Regions from separate parts of the Mustela erminea genome. Here region 1 is linked to region 2. The links are chromatin contacts, called in public Hi-C maps. All regions are on one chromosome and are shown on one strand. The core of a region is the stretch at or near the end of the contact, and the rest is flanking DNA. Distances in the headings are between cores, read along the strand shown.

Region 1 (2,700 bases), core at 90-2,589, 58 kb after region 2:
TAATAGGCACTGTGATGTTGGATTTAATGAGTCCAGCCTTTGGGAGGGGCTGGAGGAGGGCACCAGTAGGAAATGCAGAAGCAGCTACTGGTGGACTTGCCCGTCCTCTGTCATCTTCTCCCGTGGTGCTGAGCCAGAGCTGCCCTCAGAGTCCCTCTGTTACTCTTTGTGTTCCGTGTCTCTGCCTCTTCGTGGGAGAGTTAGAACATCTGCGTCGGCGTTCAGCTTTGCTGAGAGGAGGAGGTTTATGTTAGCGAACAGTGCGGAAGTGACCTCCCTTCACAGTGGCACTGCGCGCTCCCGGTAGCGGTGATTTGCCCCCGCCCCCTTCTGTGGCAGGAGGCTTCCGGTGTGCCCAGCGAGCAGCCCCCCACCCTCCGAACCCGGCACTTCCCCCTTTGGGTCTTGTCAGATGCTGCCCAGCTGAGTTCCCCAATACCTGCATCCAGGCCCAGGGTGTCCTGATATTCCAGGTATCTGGATGCTGGCGGGAGGATGTGAGCCAGTGTGCGCCGCCTTTCAGCAGCTCGATTTGTCCAGTACGTCCTGTTCCCAGCTTGCTTGTAAACTTGACCAGAGGCTGGAATAACTATGCCTGCTGCTTCTGGAATAAGTAAGTTGTTTTCAATCTAAATGGGGACCGTGAAGGTTCAGTTTACTCCAAGATGATGGGGAGTCTAGTGTCTTTTTTTTTTTTACATTGATGAAACATTGTTTCCCAATGTATTTGAGTGTTCTAGGCATTTTTAAAAATTCATTTTTATTTATTTTAGAGAGGGGGATGGGCAAAGTGGGGAGAGAGGGAATCTTCAAGTAGACTCCTGGCTGAGCGCAGAGCCCAGTGTGAGGTTCAGTCCCATGGCCTATGAGAGCTTAAAAGCAAGTTAGACCCCCATCCGACTGAGCCACCCAGGTGCCCCTATAGTATTTTTGAGTTAGTTTAGAAAATGAAATTCCCAGAGACCTGCCCCTATTTTACAATTTGGTGGTGTGTATTGAAACCAGTAGTGAGCTGCCTATGGCCCTCCTGATTCGAGCCCTTTTAATTCCTACAAATATTTCTGGATATTAGAGGCCAAAAAGCAGTTCTAGTTTTCTTGTGACCTACTTTTTTAAGTTGAAGACTATATAAATTGCTTTATATGTGTAAGAATAAACATGATTTCTCATGTATGTTTATATTAGAAGAAAGGAAAAACTTGGCCCATAATCTGTCCTCACCAACCCCACATTAGCCCTGTGTGGAAAAGGTGGTTAACTGTTGACTTTGGCTGTGGAAGGAGATTGGGGGGAGGGTGGTTATTTTAGTACCAGGAGAGAAACTCTGAATCATAATTGTAGTAATCCGTAAGTAGAACTCTCTTGCTCAGGACAGCAACTGCTGGCCCCGTATGACTCTTGTGCATAGAGTGTGGCTGGTCCAAGTGGAGATGAGCTGTAAGTGGAAGATACACCCAGATTTTGAAGACTTCGTACCAGAAGAATTACATGTTGAAATGAAATAATAATGTTTGGATGTGTGAAGTTAAATAAAGTATACTATTAACATTAATGTAGCATTTCCTTTACTTTTTTGATGTGGCTGCTAGAACATTGAAACCTACACATGGCTCTCATCGTGGTGCATGCGGTGCGTGCGGTGCTGTTTCTGTCGGGCAGGGCCAGGCAAGCCGGTAGGTGGCGCCCGCTCTGTTCCGGCAGCCGGGAGCCAGGGGCCTGGGGAGGAGTGTACCCCAGGGCACAGGGTTCTGAACTCTGACAGTACGTGCATGTACACCTTTGTTTGAGATCACGAGAAATCTATTACAGATATTCCCTTCATCGCATACATAAGTAGAAAAAATATTAATGTATAGCATTAGTGTAGAGATTGTCTTCCCTTTTGTGTTGTTTTGGACATAAGCAGCTGCTCCTTCTCCCGTTGTGGCTTGTACTCCGCGTGTTGGACGGACTGCAGCTGTGAAACAGGAGGAGTTGACATTCGCGGATACTCACTTAGGACATGGGATCTTGGCTGTTCCAGCGGGGTCGGTGGTGACATGGCGTGGACAGGCGGTCTTCGTGCATGTGCCGCCCATGTGGTCTCAGGGCCCCAGGATCAGAAGTGTTTCCTTTCATGCTCAGCTGTTCCTCATAAGCTCAGAAATTCTTAATAATCTTGGAATCTTCTTTTGAATCTTTGAATGTTTTGCCTTGGGCCCAACCAGCCCTGCATCCAGATGTTCCACGGTGAACAGTGGTGTGCGGTGGAGGTTTCAGGGAGTACAGCTTCTTGTGGGAGAGAACATTGCTAACTTCAAGCACAGTTCTTAGGAATAGAAGAGTTTGAGTTTTAAATTCATTAACGCTCTTCCTTGTCGTTCCCTCAGCTTGCTTCTGTCATTTGTAGGCAGGCGATCAGCAGCATCTCCCCTCAGAGAGCTGCTGGTTTATCTTCCACTGCATTTGTCCTATCATTCTTTCTGGGCTCCTGTTAGAAAGTGATACAGTATGTTGCATTCTACATCTGTCATGTCCAAAGAAAACCCTGTCGTATCAGCTTGTCCACAGGGAGTTTCTGAAATAAATAACATAGTCACATATTTGCATCATACGCTTTTCTCTGTGTCTCACGGCTGTGTAATTAGTTTGAATGTGCTTATTGCAATTTGTTGCGGATGATCAGCAATAGTTTAAACCCAGGGCAGCAGGAACAGCAGT
Region 2 (2,849 bases), core at 249-2,748:
TGCCCTAAAGAGGTCAAGACACCACCACCAACCTCCCTGCACGGAGCCCCCACGATGACTCCAGGCCTGGAGGCCAAGGGCAATCCTCTGGGCCTTGAGAGTGTTGGTTTCTCCTGGGCATGGCGGCACCGTCCCCAAAGCCCCGCACCATGCAGCCATCGCCACTCCCTGACCTGTCCGTCTCTCGCCACAACCCAGCCACCCCTACCTCCCCAGTGCTCCAAAGCTCGGTCTTGGCGTCTCCGGTCTCTCTCCCTGCCACCCGGACCCAGCAGCCACGGCTCGGTCCTCTCTGTTCGTGGTCGAAAAGCCACCTGCCCAGGAGGGCCCCCCCCCAACTCTGCGGCCTGCGTTACTTCCAGGGGTGTCTGACCGCCCCCCGCAGACCGTCCGAGCGCGGACTCTGCTCCCCACGCACCCGCGCGGGCGCGCACAGACCAAGTGCTGAGCGCAGCGCGGCCCACGAGCGGCCGGCACCCCGGGGGACCCGCAGCGCCCAGCCTCCCCGAGCGCACGCGCACTCGCGGGCCGCGTCCCGCCGAACTCGGGCTGCTTCCACGCGACCCGCACCCGCCTGCGCCTCAGCCTCGCGGCCAGCTTCCGCCCTCGGGACTCGCGACTGCGCTTCGCTTCAACTCAGAGGCCAGACGGGTTTCTGGAGAGTAAGTGCCCGGGATGGGCCACGGTGGGCGACTCCTCCGGGTCCCGGCCCGGCCCTCCCGGGGAGGCCGGCAGGGCATGGGGGGCCCTGGGCGAGCATTTCGGAAGAGGCTCCGGCGTAAATGCTTCTGGAACACAAAAGGGACGCCGAGGGCCGCGCACTCTGCCCCCCACCCCGCCCCCGCGGGGACGGACGCGCAGCCCGGGGCGCCGCCCCCGGACCCGGCCCCCACTCCGCACACACACTGGTCCCCACCTCGACCCCCAACTTCTGGCACAACTACCACCTGCGGGTGAAAGAACCGGCTCAGGCGACCCCGGCCCCCCTATAAAATGCGGCTGTGGAGAATGCGGGCATCGATCCCGCTACCTCTCACATGCTAAGCGAGCGCTCTACCACTTGAGCTAATTCCCCAGCTCCGGCCGCCCTCCGCAGCCGGAATGTACTGTGGCTCACGTCATCGCGGGTCTCCTCCGCTCCACCGCCAGGATTGGCTTGGCTCCCTTTGGTTTTAAAAGCATTGGCTTTCGGATTGGTGGTCCCAAGCGTCCGTCAAACGGAGGCCCTGCTGTTGCTACGGCGTAGGGGGAACCAGCCAGGTTTCTCCGGGTTTCTGATTTGTTTCTCCAGACTCCGGGGTCCTAGAGGTTCCGGATCCGTCTAGTCCATGGGAAAAGAACGCTCTCCTCGCGCTTGACTGACGGGGCCTGTGAGCCAATCGGAGTGGGCGCAATCTGACCGCTGGGCGACCCAATAGGTTGCAGGGGGCGGGAGAGGAAGGCCAATGAGCACGGGCCTGGGGGCGGAGATAGAGCCGCGATTGGCTGCGAGGCGGCCGGAGGGAGGGCGGGGGGAACTCAAGGCCTGCTTGATACGTCCGCCATTTTGGGCGCTTCGCTGATGGTGTCGGTGAGCGCGTTTCCCGCCTGAGCGCAACTAGCGGCGGGTCGCGGGCGCCTCCAGGTAATGGGGTGGGGGGGGCGGCGGAGCGGGCCGCGGCGCAGGGCGCGCGGGGCGCGCGGCGCGCGGGCGGCGGCGGCCAGGCCCCTCCGCCCGGCCTCGGCGGCGCGGGGAGGGAGCGTCCCGGCCCCCTCCCCTCCCCCCCGGAATTCGCCGCTCGGCGGCCGGGGAGGCGCGGCGCCGGGGCTCCCCGGGCCGTCCCCGCCCGCGCCTGTCAGCCGCCTGCCCGCGCGCCGCGGGTCGCGGGGGGCTTCGCCGGGCCGGGCGCCGGAGCGGGCCGCGGGCCGGCGGCGAACTTTGCGCCCGGGTTGACGTCCGCGGCCTTGTGCGGCGGCGGCGGCGGCGGGCGGGGCGCGCCCCGAACCCGGACGGGCCCCGCTCCGCCGCGGCCGCGCCGCCCGGCCGCCCGCCCGGGAGCACTTCCCCCGGGCGCGGGCCGGGGAGCGTGTCAAGTTGGGGCGGCAGCTCGCCGTGGACTGGCGAAGGCCATTGTTGGGACCCCGTCTGCGGAAACAAGTTCTGTGGGTTTGTGCTCTGCGGCCGCGGAGCCGTCGGCGAGCGCGGAGCCCGGCTCGGAGGGTTTAAATGGCCTTGCGAGCGGCGCCTGAACTCCGGGGCTGTGACACGAGCGGAGACCTGGTCTCGAACGCCTCCCCGGCGACCTTAAGCCAGGGGGGTGGTCCTTGCCGCGGCGGGGAGGGCCTCCCTCTTAAAGAAGCCCGTCGGCGGCCAAGCTGGAGGGGTTTCCTGCTCGGTCCTGGGCGGCCAAGCTGGAGGGGTTTCCTGCTCGGTCCTGCGCGCCCTCGTCGCAGCCGGGGCTGGCGGTTGGGGATGCGCGGACTGAGTCCCCGGCCGTGGCCGTGTGTCCCGACGTTTCCGCCTCGGGCTCCGTGCGGTGTTCCCGGTGCTTCACGTTTTCTCCGCGGGTCGGCCGGAGCTTTGTTTATGTTCTGCCTTTGTGGGAGGGGCGCTTGGCGACCGTTTCGCTTCCGTCCCACCGCACTTGTTACCGTGGGTATTGTCCCACCGTGTAGCAATGTGAAGTTTACTTTGATTGTGCCCTCAAGGTCGTGGGGCAGGTGGGCAGCAAGTGGGGAAGGGACTCCGGATGTCCAGCCCCCGGCGTGAATGGCTCCTAAGCGGTGGTGGTGTTTCCGCTTTCTCTCCTGCGAAGTCAGAGTGCCTGGATTCGGGTCTTGGCTTCAGCACTCTCCAGCTCCGTGACCTT

Evidence for each region. A called contact is a pair of places that touch in the nucleus more often than the background predicts.
Region 1: a Hi-C map of skeletal muscle shows a contact between it and region 2, with 4 times the contacts expected there. The contact joins the enhancer-like site here to the promoter of PPP6R3 in region 2. A contact is called at or near these places in 3 of 3 Hi-C or Micro-C datasets (fibroblasts, skeletal muscle and spleen).

The regions. Positions count from the first base shown.
Region 1 is chr9:109,640,377-109,643,076 of mMusErm1.Pri, forward strand. All of the region lies in intron 3 of PPP6R3 (serine/threonine-protein phosphatase 6 regulatory subunit 3), which reads left to right. Among named protein-coding and RNA genes, the nearest start is that of PPP6R3, 58 kb to the left of the region's middle. Within about 2 kb of position 1,340, the one cell type or tissue checked has open chromatin away from gene starts, as enhancers often do. A contact at or near this core is called in fibroblasts, where this site is marked.
Region 2 is chr9:109,582,635-109,585,483 of mMusErm1.Pri, forward strand. PPP6R3 (serine/threonine-protein phosphatase 6 regulatory subunit 3) reads left to right here and starts at 1,499. Exons shown (of 25, transcript XM_032357794.1): 1 at 1,499-1,624. TRNAA-AGC (a tRNA gene) reads right to left here and starts at 1,075; the gene lies at 1,003-1,075.